2 separate regions of the Mus musculus genome follow, and region 2 is linked to region 1. Evidence: chromatin contacts called from public promoter capture Hi-C data. All regions are on one chromosome and are shown on one strand. Each heading gives the region's core, a stretch centred on a gene start, on an enhancer-like site or on the middle of the called end of the contact. The rest is flanking DNA. Distances are from core to core; before and after follow the strand shown. Region 1 holds the start of Ero1a (endoplasmic reticulum oxidoreductase 1 alpha). Region 2 holds the start of Chd8 (chromodomain helicase DNA binding protein 8).

Region 1 (7,163 bases), core at 2,923-5,422:
GAGGGATATAAACTTATAAGCCAGTTGATTAGGTAGGGGAATGAGGAAGTAAATTAGCTGAGAAAGAATAAAAGCCATGGCTCAGTTCTCTCCATGAAGTCTGTCAGGGCACGGTGCATCAAAAGGTTGTGGGATCTGAAAGAAAACCAGAAGGAAGTCCGATGTATCTTTCTGCTTTCCAGATGCCTGGCCATGGAGAGTGTGACCAGTTATCTCTCAGAAAAGCAGGTGTATGTGCCCAACAAGTAGTTAAACTGTGAAACTCTAGGGAGAGACTGAGCTAGAAATACACACTTGGGAGTCTCCAGTGTAGAGAAGGCATTTAACATTATGAGACTAAGCAATGTTCTCCAGGAGATACTAAAGATGGATGGAATCCCAAGGAGTAGTCATGTCTCCAAAGTGGCCTGTGGGAAAGATCATGAAGGATATAGTTAATTAGTATCAGGAAGGAATAGGGAGAGTGGGTGTGTCCGCCTATGCCTGCAATCCTGGCACTTGGAAGACTGGATCAGGAAGCCAGTGACTTAGAGTCCAGCCTGGGCTACATGCTAAGACAGACGAAACGGGAGGAGGTCATAAAGAGACCCTGACATGTCTTCTACACCTCACACTGATTTTAGAGAGAGAGGACTCCGCCTTTTCCAGTGTAGCGTGTACCTCCTGGAAAATGGTCACTGAATTTAGTATGATACACCATTTAAAGAGGCGTAGGAGGGCTGGTAACCTGGAAACCAGATAGACTGTGGGTTGAGGCAGGAATGGGAAATGAAGAAGTGAAGTCAGGGACAATAATACGTAGCTTGCTTACACAGGAACTGTACATAAAGACAGCTTAAGTGGCTGTGTCTTCCTTCCCACCTCAGATAGTTCTGATCATATGTCAAGGAAGGTCTGACAATGTGACATTTGTACTCAGTAAAGATTAGATAACGGGGTCTAATCATGTGGCACCAAGCCTTTAAAGTTTTGCTTAGTCATTCTTCCGTGACTACATCTTTTCCTTTAAATTCTTTCTTTCTTGTCTGTTTAATGCTGGAAATTGTTTAGGTGCCAAGTTTCCTGTAGACGCCTTCACGTCCCCTTTTGAGAAACTGGTGCAAGGCCCTTCCTGCTTTGCTCATTAAAAAAATTAATAATAATAGCTGCTATTTACATAGCAGTCAGCATTCTGTCAAGAAATTCTGTGTGCATCAAGTCTGTCATGATGTTGTTCTAGTATTAGAATAACAAACTTGTGATCTAGTTCATCTCCCAACAATTTAATGTTGCTGAACAAAGCTGTAACAGGAGGCTGGGCTTTCAGAATCAAGGACTGAACTTCGTATCCCCTGGGACTCTTGAAATTGTTACTGAATGACATGAAATATGTCCTAGGAAGGCATATTGAAGAAGAAATCTCACTCAGAAGACTGAACGAAAGGTCTTTTGGGAACTCTAGGGAAAGCTGGCACTTACCAGTTCACTCAGGTTACAGGCTCTTGCATCAGTGTAGCATCTTAAGCTGCACCAAGCTTGCTTCAGAAAGCTTCTACTTTACTCACTCAGTATTTCTCTTCCTTTGCTTTGTCTCTCAGTTGTGATGATAAGAGTGCTTAGTCATAAGAAAAGCTATTCATTCCCAAACAAAAACCTGGGAGTCTAAGGTATGTTCAGGATGGAGGCCATGTTTAAGCGGTTTTAAAAGTTTGCAATGCAGTGGTAGAAATACAAGGAAGAAAATGTTACCACAGATGTCATACAAATATTGACTGTGGAGAGGGCAAGTATCCATACAGTATACACATTTCAACTAGCTCAGATGTTCACACAATGATATTTATGGAAATGACCAGGCTGGTAACTCTATATTTAGTTTCTTGTGGAATCTCTGCTATTTCCCAAATATGATGTCCATAATTTTTTTCTAAATTCTTATTAAGACAAGGTCTTGCTATGTAGCCCCAACTGGATTCAAACTCATGATGATCCCCCTGTCTTAGTCTTTGTTTGTTTGTTTTTCTAGCTGGTTCTTACTGGGTAGCTCTGGCTGTCCTGGAACTCACTGCACATAGACCCAGGCTGTCCTGGAAAACACAGAGATCTGCCTGCCTCTGTTGGAGTTACACTATACCACTATGCCCAGCTTTATTAGCCAGGTAGTGTTGTTTGCCTAGTGGGTTTGTTGTCGTTTTTTTTTTTTCAAGATAGGAACTTGTTATATAGTCCTGAACTCTATATGTAGACCAGGCTGTCCCTAAACGTGTGCTGGGACTAACTACACTATGAGCCACCAAGCCTAGCCACTCATCTTTTTTATATTCCAAGGGGTCTGAGGAGGTCTCGGTGTGGCTCAGCACGAGGAGCACACTAAGCATCCATCAGTGGATGAACAAATAAGGAAGCACACCCTGAGTGTGTGTACCCTGACACAGAGTACTGTGTAGACTTATAAAGAAGGGCATGCGGTGACCTGGAACACAGCTGTAACTGCAGAACACCATGCTAAGTGGAATGAAGCCAAGAGCAGAGAGAGAAGTGCTGTGTGATCTCATTTGTGTGAAATTTAAAAAGCCAGTCTCATAGAATCTGTAGAAAAGTGGTAACCAGAGAAGGTTGGAGAGAGGAAAGTTGGTCCAAGGGCACAAAGGTACAGTTAGACTGGAAAAGTAAGTTTCGTTGACCCATGGTATTGCATGGAGGCTGTGGTTTATATACCGTGTACTTGGAAGCTACTAATAGACTGAAGATACTAATAGACTTATTTTTTTAAACATTCTTGTAAGAAAAAGTCAAGCTGGTGAGGTGATGGATATATTAGTGTGATTGAGTCTTCCTACAATGTACATATGGATTGAAAACATATCTTACACACAATTATTAGTGAACTAAAAATAAGACTGGAAGACTGGTTGTGGTGGCAACAGGTGTTTAATCTCAGGTCTAGGGAGGCAGAGGTGAATTGATTTCTGCCTGTTCGAGGCCAGCGTGGTCCACAGTGTAAGTTCCAGACCAGTCAGGAATACACAGTGAGACCCTTCATCAAAATAAAAATGCACTACCCCAAGCTAAACGAGACAACGAAGCCAAGAAAACTGACGACATTGTCAGTTTTATGGAGCCGATGCACCTGTGTACTTCCAAGGCCAAGCTCGGCATTGCAAAGTGAATTGAATGGAAACTTGCTTTTAATCTGGAACAGTGTGAAAAGAACACCAGCAAAAACACCTGTAACAGAGACACTATGATCTGGTTCTAGAAAAGGTAAGTATGAGCTGGAATATAGCTATCGTGAAGACAATATTAGCTTATAAGGCCATATTATCTTACTCTGTGTACAGTGCATGCTATAGATAACAGGCTAAGCAAGGCTTCTCACTGCCTGACTCCAGTTCTTAGCAACAGCTTTCCCCATTTCCACTTATGAAACGAGAGATTGAATAGTCTTTACCACATTGCTCTCTAGCTTGTGAAATATGCCTAATTCGCATAAAATACAGCAAAAAAGGAGTCAATTTTTTATGAACAAATCGGGACTACACATTGAGCTAATATCTTCTCTATGCTAGTTTAATAAAAACATGTTTTTATTATTATATTTAAACATTTATTTATAAAATAGAGCCTAACTCTATAGGGCAGGAAGTATGTAGCTCAAGCTGTCTTTGACATTGAGCAATCCTCTTGCCACAGTCTCTGGAGTGTTGGATTATAGGTGTAAGCCGCGGTGCACAGCCCTTTGGAAACCAATTTCACCTGTTCCCTTTGTAGGATGTAGGAAGGGAAAAACTAGAAAGCCACTGAATCGTGTGTACGGCCGTGCTCCCCGAGATGAACTCCAACATCCTTTTAAAAGGCTTAGGCAGCCAGAGCACGGCGGACACGTAACCCAGGCTCGGGATTTCCTAGTGTTGAGAAAGGATGGGCTGGCTGGCGTGAGCTCCGGGGCGGGGCGGGCAGGACGGCGCAGGCCCCGGGCAGTGTGGCTCGGGGGATACCCCGACCCCGGAAGGACCGCGTCTTTGCGCCGGACGAGCTGCAGGCCAGGTGTACCGGAGGCGGGTGCGTGAGCGGGGCGCGCAGGAAGGCGGCCGCCCGAGGCTCGCGTGGACAGAGGCGCGCGCCGCTGCACGTCCGCAGGGGAGGCGGGAGCGCGGAGGGCGCAGGGCGGAGCGCGGGGCGGGGCCGGCGCAGGCTACTTCAGCGGGCGCGCGGCCTGCGCCGGGGAGCCAAGCACGGCGGCGCGGGTAGAGGGCGGTGGGCGGCGAGCGGCGATGGGCCGCGCCTGGGGCTTGCTCGTTGGACTCCTGGGCGTCGTGTGGCTGCTGCGCTTGGGCCACGGCGAGGAGCGGCGGCCGGAGACAGCGGCACAGCGCTGCTTCTGCCAGGTGAGGCGCGCGGGCGGCCCAGGGGCTGCGCATCTCCGGGCGCCGGCGATCCTGATGCGCGGCCCGCACCGCGTTCCCGATCGCCCCGGGACGGGGCACCCTTCGATGGGCGTGGGCGCCTGGCCAGCTTGTCACACTGCTTCCTTGCATCCTGCCTTGGCTGCTCCGTGTCCACAGGACCGGGGGTTCTGAATGGACCCGGCACCTGGGCACCTCGTGCGAGCGGTGCCGGGGACGTCCCCAGCCTTTCTGTTCCCGATATGGACTCTTGGGGAGACTAGTTGTTCTTTAGGTCTTGTCGTTGTCAAGAGGTTGAATGACCTTGAGGGGCTCTTTGGGTGGCCTGATCTAACTGCCTGGTGTCTTTGCGGCTGTTGTTGTCCTGTGACTTCTCGGCCTGTGTATGGTGCACCTTGCCCCTGAAGCTTATTCTCGTATACTGACACTTCCTTTGCGGAATCCGAGGTAGGCCCTAGCTCTTCTGTATTCAAGTTTGATTATGAGCTGTGATTATTTACTTCTGTAGGAGATGTGGGTTCCGTGAGCAAAACATTCAAAGAATTTTATTTTCTTAGTGTAGCCTGTAAATTTTGTATGAGGCCGTTTAGGCTAGGCGCATTGAAATAACTGTGAATTTCATTTTGCTGTCTTAAGGAAATGCTAACAGCTTGGAAATACCCAGAAGTATCATATTCAGTCGATGTGCTAGTCTCTTAGTGCTTTCTTGTAAAGCCTGGAAGAACTCTCGAATATTAGCGGTTCCCCAGACTTTCTTCTGTTTAAAAGTGTATTAGATCATTTTATTACTGAGATACTTAATATGTAAATTGTATTGTTAAACAGACGTTCACGACCACACCTGGCGCTGGCCAGCACCCTTTCCCCCTCGACTTGTTCATTACTGTTCTTTACGATGTTTAAAATACAGGTTTGTTTTGTGGGTATGTATATTGTACCTGTGAATGTACGCATTGTAGGGGGTGCTTTTAGTCCACAGCTTGCAGGAACCTCTCCCCAACCACCACATGGGACACCGGGATCCACCTCGGGTCCTCAGGCAAATGACCAAGCATTGGCTTTCTTATAGCCCTATAAGCAGTGGCTCTTCTTATAGCCACCTTTTTGGTGGACTTCGATTTCTGAAATTACATCTATAAAAAAATGGAGGGATAGACAGCCAGGTCACTCGTGGGTCTTATTATTTGTGATCAGAAATACGTGTATGCTGCATATGATACTGTAAGATAAGCACTCGAGTGTCAGGAAGAAGGGGTGTTATCTGTTTCATCGCTTTAAACTTTTGGATTTTATTGTTTTGTTGAGTAATTTTGGAGCAGAAGTGAGTTGTTAGAAGTCCAGAAAAAGGCCATTTTTCTATTGATTACAAATTTAAGGTAAACAGTTTCAACATCTAAACACTTGAGATAGGAAGCTTTTAACTAGAGTGTTGAGAAAAGATACTAGGAGTTACACTTTCAAGTATGTTCTCTGGGTAATGGTATTCAAATACTGTTTGACTCTTCAACTTTGTTATACAACCAATCTTTTTGGATATTTACTTAAAATTGAGGAACTTTTAATTATTTTTGCATTTTCCCTTGGTTAGTAATAAGGGGTTTTTTTTGGTTTTTTTTTTTTTAGCTGTTGTCAAAATATCTTCAGATCAATCGATCCATCTATCTGTCAGTCTGTCTGTCTATCTGCCTATCTTTAGCCATTTTTAACATAGCCCTGGCTGTTCTGGAAATCACTGTGTAGTCTAGGCTGTCCTTGCCCTGACAGAGGTTTCACTGCCTCTGCCTCCTAAGTACTGTGATTAGAAGCAAGGGTCACCAGCCCAGCTCTTATTTGTTTTTTGGATTTATTTATTTTTATTTAATGTGTATTTGCCTGCATGTCTGCACCCCACATCCGTGAAGTGTCTGAGTAGGCCAGAAGAGGTTGTTGGATCCCACGGAACTATAGCGTGGGCCACCATGTGGGTGCTGGGAATAGAGCTCAGGTCCTGTGGAAGAGCAGTACTTGCTCTTACATACTGAGCTCTCTTCAGTCCGCAATAACCTCAGAGTTTCGAAACAGGGATTCTCACTCTGTAGGTCAAGGTGGCCTCCAACTTACAGAGCTCCTCCTCTGCCTCCAGAGAGCTTGGTTTAAAGGTGTGTCCCACAACCATCTAAGCCACTTTTTCTTTAAAGGAAGTTTCTGGTTTTCCTCTTCAGAGTCAACTTTGAGTAATAGCAAGATAGCCTGGAGCAGTGGTGTTTGTGTGTAACATCTGCAGACAGCTTGATCAGGGTCTTCTGGTCAGCCTGGGTTACATAGTGAGCTTCTTGTTTCCAAAGTATAGCCTAGCCAATGACAGAAATAGTCAAAATAGTCAGTTTGTTGTTGTTGTTGTTGTTGTTTTTGTTTTCTCCTTCCTGCTGTGGGTCTTTGTTACCATGTTTGCCTTGGGTTACCTCATCACCACCTACCTCCTGTTGTCACATGGGTATCTGGTTTGTAATGGGGTTCAGTTCATAGATGCTGTCTGGGTCAGAGCAGTCGGTGGCTGTTTGACCTTAGAAAGTCATTGCAACAAGTCCCTAGTGCTTGTTGAGATCAAAACTGAGTTAAAAAATGGTTTTCAAACCTAGCATTTGATTGGTGCTCAGCAGATGTTCGGGAGATTTCAGTGTAAGATGTTAGAAAAATTGAGCCAGCTGCTTGTTGGCATAGCTTGCTGGGATTGGGCTTTTTGATGGGGGATGGCTGTAATGAATCTTTGGGCTCGCTGAGGTACTACATAGATTGTGC
Region 2 (7,163 bases), core at 2,351-4,850, 6.9 Mb before region 1:
GCTTAGGCTATCCTAGAACTCCTGATCTTCCTGTGTTAGCCTCCTGAGTACTGAATGTGCCAATGCACCCATCAATGCTATAGTTTCTGTTGAAAAGTTCTTTACTGTTCAGATTTTTCTAGCAATTCACAAGCATTAGAGATAGTATTTTACCTATGGCTGTTACTCTTGGAGTGATGAAAGTGACCATCCTGACTTTTTTTTTTTTTTTGGAACGTAAAAACCTAATTCTCACACCTAGTATTATATTTTATAACCTTCCATACTTGATATTTTTCTTGTTTTGAAAAGAAACAAAAAGCTGTGGCTTATTATAAATTCATGACCTGAGTCAAGTGATAATGAATTAATACAAAAGCATCTCCCACCCCAATGTGCTGAATGGTAATTATGCGATATTTTGAAATCATGAACACTGAAAATCATATCATTTATAGCAACACATCAGTGTAGCTAGCAGAAACCACTGGGCCAGACACGCCCCTCCCACAATGCTTATAATGACTTCCTTTGTTGGTGGGTCTTATATTCTGTACCAGAAACTAACCAGAAGGATAATAGTCTCTTATTATAGAAACCATTAATAATTAGGATTATATCTCTGTGCATTTACACATAAACACATTAACAAATTTATACAGTGGTATTTAGAGCTAGGGAAGAATTTGCTCAGTATAGTCACAGCTCCTCATAAAATATTGACACAACACCCTTCCCCTTTGGTTTTGTTGGTCTTTTCTTTCTTTCTTTCTTTCTTTCTTTCTTTCTTTCTTTCTTTCTTTCTTTCTTTCTTTCTTCCTTCCTTCCTTCCTTCCTTCCTTCCTTCCTTCCTTCCTTTCTTTCTTTCTTTCTTTCTTTCTTTCTTTCTTTCTTTCTTTTTTTTTTTTAGGGCTGTCCTGGAACTCACTTTGTAGACCAGGCTGGCCTCAAACTCAGAAATCCACCTGTCTCTGCCTTCCAAATGCTGGGATTAAAGGCATTCGCCACCACTCCCCGCCTGCTGTTTTGTTTTTCAAGACACGATTTCTCTGTGTAGGCCTGGCTGTCCTGGAACTTGCTTTATAGAAGACCAGGCTGTCCTTGACCTCAGAGATCTACCTGCCTCTGGCTCCCTACTACTGGAATTAAAGGTATAGGCACAATTATGTTACTGCTTGAAAAATTATTTTAATCATTGAAATGTCTCTTTAAAAAGTGTATTTTAACGATGTTTGATGGGTGAGAGAGATAGATTAGGAGCTGAGCATGAACTGGTCATGCAGAGGACCAGAGTTCAGTTCCTTGCCACACATGTCCACTGTAATTCCAGTCCCAAGGGAAACCCACATCTCTGCTCTCTGGCCCAACCAGTGCTCATGCACATACATATACACAAAATTAAAAATATAATAGAAAAACTGTTTTCTTTGTGTACTCCTGGCTGTCCTGGAACTAGTTCTGTAGATCAGAGCTCAGAGATCGGCCTGCATCTGCCTCCCAAATCCTAGGATTAAAGGCGTGCCCTGCAATAAATCTCTCTCTCTCTTTTTTTTTTTTTTCTTTTTTGGTTTTTTAAGACAGGGTTTCTCCGTATAGCCCTGGCTGTCCTGGAACTCACTTTGTAGACCAGGCTGGCCTCGAACTCAGAAATCTGCCTGCCTCTGTCTCACGAGTGCTGGAATTAAAGGCGTGCGGCCACCACGCCCGGCTAATAAATCTCACTCACACACATTAAAATCTAAAAAATATATCTTTAAAAACAACAATGGGCTGGAGAGATGGCTCAGTGGTTAAGAGCACTGACTGCTCTTCCAAAGGTCCTGAGTTCAAATCCCAGCAACCACATGGTGGTTCACAACCATCTGTAATGAGATCTGATGCCCTCTTCTGGGGTGCCTGAAGACAGCTACAGTGTACTTACATATAATAAATAAATAAATCTTAAAAATAAGAAAAAGAAAATCTATGGGCAAACTGAGGCACATGAGTCAGAACCCTGGGCCTGATGTTCAGGGACCCTCTACTTTCATGTTAGCCCCAGGAGTCAGCGGGTCTCCCTATACCTCAGTTTCCCCAGAGGGAAGTAGCACAGCAAATATGGTTGTCTCTCCATCTATGATAGTCTAGTTCCAGGATCCCCCCAAACCACATGGATAACAAAATCTGTGGGCACCAAAGTCCCTCAGGAACAGAGATGTATATTTACAAACTACCTACACACGTTGTTCTCAACACTGCGATCATTTCTGATTCTACCTAAAACAGTGCGGGTGATGTGCAAATAGTTGACAAATTATATTGTTTAGGGAAAATGACAAGAGCAAAGTTTATAAAAATAAATAAATCTCTTTAAAAACAAATTTTGCAGGTTTTGCTGTGTTGCTCAAGCTTCCTTCAGGTTTGTTTGTTTGTTTGGGGGGGGGGGGTTGGTTCAAGACAGGGTTTCTCTGTGTAGCCCAGGCTGTCCTGGAACTCACTTTGTAGACCAGGCTGGCTTCGAAATCAGAAATCCGCCTGCCTCTGCTTCTCGAGAGCTGGGATTAAAAGCCTGCACCACCACGCCCGGCTTCCTCGAGTTTTCTAATACTGGTATTTAAACAAACAAACAACAACCAAAAAACCCTTCTTGTATGGAAATGTAGTCGGCAGAACTTTAGAAAATGCAGGAACACCTTTCTCAGTGTAGTTTGACCTATGGTGAAATTTTGCTTCTTTCCAGAATAAATGACTCCGTCAGTGTACCTCTGATAAGTCTTGTTTCCCAGTGTGTATTCGTGCGTAGTAATTGGAACTATTGGTAAATTTAAGGTCCTTTGCTTTTTAAGTGAAATTCCTCACTCCCGATATTACTAAATGACTCAGAATTTTGGGTTGCTAAAATCGGAACACTGGTCTAGGGCGTGGTAGCTCATGCCTCAAATACCATATCTCTGTGTTTAACGCCAGCCTGATATATTGAGACCCTGTCTCAAAAAAACAAACAAAACTCTAATACTGGAAAATCTGAAACGTGCATAGATAAGCAAGTAGAATGGCTATAAAACCCGTGTCGATTATGTGTTGATAATCCTGCTTGTCAAGGATCACCCTAGAAGTGGCATTCAGAAAAACTGATCGTTGGCTTCTTTGATAAACCAGCATCATTCCTACGTTTAAGAGGTGGTGGGGCTTGTTTCCAGTCTTGTTCAACGTTTTTCCAGAGTTCCTCCCCATGACTGACAGGCATCCTGAGTACATGAGAGGAGGGCATGTAGGGGCTGGACCAAAACGGACCAACAGAACTCCAAAAAGGCCTTCACATTCCTATACGTAATCGTGGGAGATCACCAAGCCAGTCGACCCAAGATGGCCTCCCGAGACAGGTAGCAGGTGCTGTCCGGGTTTGCAGCGCCCCCAGCGGCGGGGGTCAGAGGCCTGGCCTGCCAGCCCGCCGCCCGCTCCGATTTCCAAGCAGGCATATCTGCGGTTGCCTACGTACCCTTCCCAGCCTCAGGCCCTCCCAGCCTTCGGAGACTTCCTGGATGGCGCCCGGCTCCGGCCACGCCATTGGTAGATGGAGGGCGGTGGGCGGGCCCAGGCGCATGGAGGACTAGCAAGCTTGCTTGCGGCGAGGGCTGGCCGTGCTCCGCCGGAAGGCGCCTTGTTCTCCCGGACGGTGGGTTGCAACTCTTGCCCAGGGAAGGAAGCCGCAGGACTGGCTCAGGTAAGCCTGCGGCACGCGCGGCTCCACCAAGCCTCGTCGGAGCCTGGGCGGGTAGTGGGTGGGGTAACAACGTCCTCGCTTGCTCGCTCGCTCGCACCCATGCGGGTGCAGCGCCGAGCGGTGATCAGGTGCGGGATGCTCGGGGCTGAACCACTCTCCTTTGTGAGAGGCAGGCGCTGGGGACCGGACGGGCCGCGGGGCCGTGCTGGGACGGGCCGCGAGGGAGCTGCTAGGGCCAGCGTGGAGTTTTGGAGCTTGTCATGGCACTGCTGGGCGAGGCGCACATTCGAGACAGTTGCCTTTTTCTTCTTCCTCCTTTCCCAAGAAGAAAAACTCCCCTGCTCGGTTAGGTTACTCCATACGTTGGAGTCAGAAGTGCGAGGCCAGGGTTTTAGTTTGTTTTGGCTGGATTCTTTTTCCCTCTCCTCTCTTATCTTTAATGTTTTTAGTAAATGTGGGTAGGGAAGCCTGAGGTGAACGTGTTCGGATTTATTATGTTCCCAATTTCTGCGGGGCTGTTGCAAAGTAGAGGTGACGAGGAAACGAACAGCACAAGTCTTGTGTCTTCCTTGACAGGTCTGCAGAGCTCTTTGGTTTTCTGACACATTATGTAAACTCTTCACTAGAGGAGGACTGCCTCTTGGCGAATATTATTTAAAATTTGTTTTGGTTTTTTTGTGTCTTAATTTACCTGTTTCTAGTCGGCTTGCCATTGCTGCAGCTGTGCATACGCAGCAGCGCCTCTTTAAGGGGCAGTCCTGACGTCGTTAAAGGCTTCCCAGAGGAGGTATGTAGTGAACCAGTCTTCGCAGTGAGTGAGCAAAGTGAGCCAGAAGTCGGATTTTAAACGCTACGTAATTTTCTTTCAAAAGATAGACACAGTGAGACATCTCAGACACGAGTGAGGACCTTGCTTTAGCGATTTTGCTGCATTCTGCCATCACATCGATGTCCACAGAATCTCTGTTCTGAGTTTGTTAACTCAGAGACTGGCTTAGTGCCAACTGAGGTCGTTTTGGGGGGGCACATCAGATTCTAGGACATGGATTTGCAATTTGAATGTTTCCCTTATGTTGTTGCTGTTGTTTCTTTTGAAAGGATATCTGGCTTTCCATTTGTAGACCAGGTTGGCCTCTAACTCACTGAGATCTTCCTGCCTCTGCCTGGATTAAAGGCGTGCACCTCTGGCCCCTGCTGGGATATTGTCTTTTTGATTACAGAGTGTCTTCTGCCTAAAAATATCTTTTTATGGTCACCCTGCAGGTTCCACAAGTTGTAATCAATTTCTTAGGGCAGGAAGTGGGCAACTTCTTCTTCTTTTTTTTTTTTTTTTTTTTTTTGTTAACTTGTTTTTCCTTGGGTGTCATATCTTTTAGTAATGCTGGCCATTTGGGGCTGGGGGGGGGGGCTCTGAGATGAAGGATCCCACCACAACCCCTGATTATTTTACTTTGGTTTTTTGGAAACAGTCTCTCATAGTCCAGCTTGGCCTCCAACTCACTAATGACTTTGAAACCTTGGTCTTTATATCTCTACCTCCCAAGTTCTCAGATTATACAAATTCACTACTACCAAAATCTTGAAAATGGAAAACATTACTTGAACTGTCTTAGTTATTCCAGCTGTTAAGATAATAAAGGTTATGATAAGAAATACAGCAGAGTTCTACTTAAAAGCTGTTGCAAGTCAGAGTGGTATGACAAAGACTACCAGACAAGGCAAAGGATACTGGTCAGAGAGGAGAGAGACACACACACACAGAGACAGAAGAGACACCACCCGTCTGAACCCTCCCCACACCAAATAAAGGAGAAAGAGAAAAAGGCTCAACGAAGGCTTAAAGCTGTAATCTCAGAAGCGCAGGAATAAAGGATTTGGTGGAGGAATGCATAAATTAAGCTCTTGTCTTCCAAGTGTTTAATCTGTGTAGCTGGCTCTTTGATTTTTGTTTTTTCTTTCTTTTTTTTTTTTTTTTTTTTTTTGTTTTCCCCCAATTCTCAAACTGACCAGATCCTTTTAGAAGTAGATGGAGAATATAGCTGCTGAGCTGATTTTGTATTGCCAGAAGACATCCATGTAGTATTTCCTAGGACAACCTCTTCTGCAGTGCTTCCGGATGATGGGGCTTGATACCCACTGGGGACTGGGGCAGAGTTTTGTGTTAAAAATGACTTTTGTGTGAAGGAGCAGTTTCTGTTAGGTAAGAGAGGGTGGTGAGAGGATTCTTTAAGGGAAACTTTTATATATGTCACCTTTGAAAAGAGAATTTGCTTAAGCCATACTGTGACTGAGGGTTAATTTAAGGGTTTCTGTTACGGGATGAATAAGCTTTAATGCTTTTATCCGTGGAAGAACTACCGCATTCAGATGAATGTTAAATGGCTTTGTGAAATCATCCACAGCCCTGAAATATTTCTCTCTTCTGAGCTTAAATTCAGCCTAATACTTGGGGAAAAAACAAAAGACAAAATAAAAACCTTTGCCCTGAAGCCTTGGGCTCAGCAGTAGGAGTCACCATATATTCTGCTTGCTTGTCATCTTGACTCTGCTCTCAGCATTTCCCATGGCCTCTCCCAGTTCTTCTATGGCCGTTCTGGTGTTTACTATCTCTTTTCTTTGGCCTTTGACTCTCGAGTAGGTACGTGTTCATGTTTCCTATGTCACTCAGTTATGTTTTGTTCCTCCAGAGTGATTTCTGCAGCATTCCTGGTCTTCCTTTTAGGGTTTTGTCTACTTTTGTCTAGGACCTAAGTGACAGTTGTATTTTTATGTAACAGACAGCAGCTATTTTCTATTGCCTAAAAACTTTATCCAGCTATGTACTGTGCCTTATCCAACTATTTGCTGCATTCCAGATGTGGTCCTAGATAACCTCTTCCCCTTTAACTTTGCAGTTTGCTCTATGTGTAGCTATGCAATCAAATTTAGCTCTCTTTGTGTTTTCTTGGTCTACATTTTAAATTTTTCACTGCAAGAGGTGAGGGATATAACTTGGTAGAGTGATTGCTGAGCATATACATACAATGGGTTAAATTCCAATAATACCTAAAAAGCCCCCAAAACCTAAAAGTAAACTTCTTGTGTATTTGTCTTATGCAATATGTCTACCTCTGCATAGTTACAAATGTTTATAGTGTGACGGGGCAGTGGTGGTACATGCCTTTAATCCCAGTACTTGGGAGGCAAAGGCAGGCGCATTTCTGAGTTTGAGGTCAACCTGGTCTACAGAGTGAGTTCCAGGACAGCCCCGGGCTACACAGAGAAACCCTGTCTCGAAAACACCAAAAAAAAAAAAAAAAAAAAAAAAAAAAGAAAGAAAGAAAGGTAAATAAATAGTGTTTATAGTTTGAACTACAGAGCGGTCAGTACCTGAGGTTTCTTTTAAAGCTGTTCTGAGCAGTTCTGTAGGTAATTTTCTCTTAATTTTTTTTGATAATTTCATACTTGAATACTATATTTATGTAATTTCCATCCTTCTTCT

Evidence for each region. Promoter capture Hi-C pulls out the DNA fragments that hold promoters and counts their contacts.
Region 2: a contact with region 1 is called in a promoter capture Hi-C map of cranial neural crest. The contact joins the promoter of Chd8 here to the promoter of Ero1a in region 1. A contact is called at or near these places in 1 of 39 promoter capture datasets (cranial neural crest) and 1 of 484 Hi-C or Micro-C datasets (B cells).

The regions. Positions count from the first base shown.
Region 1 is chr14:45,315,581-45,322,743 of GRCm38.p6, reverse strand. Ero1a (endoplasmic reticulum oxidoreductase 1 alpha) reads left to right here and starts at 4,172. Exons shown (of 16, transcript NM_015774.3): 1 at 4,172-4,367. The coding sequence starts at 4,254.
Region 2 is chr14:52,254,197-52,261,359 of GRCm38.p6, reverse strand. It overlaps Chd8 (chromodomain helicase DNA binding protein 8), which reads left to right and starts at 3,600. Exons shown (of 38, transcript NM_201637.3): 1 at 3,600-3,682.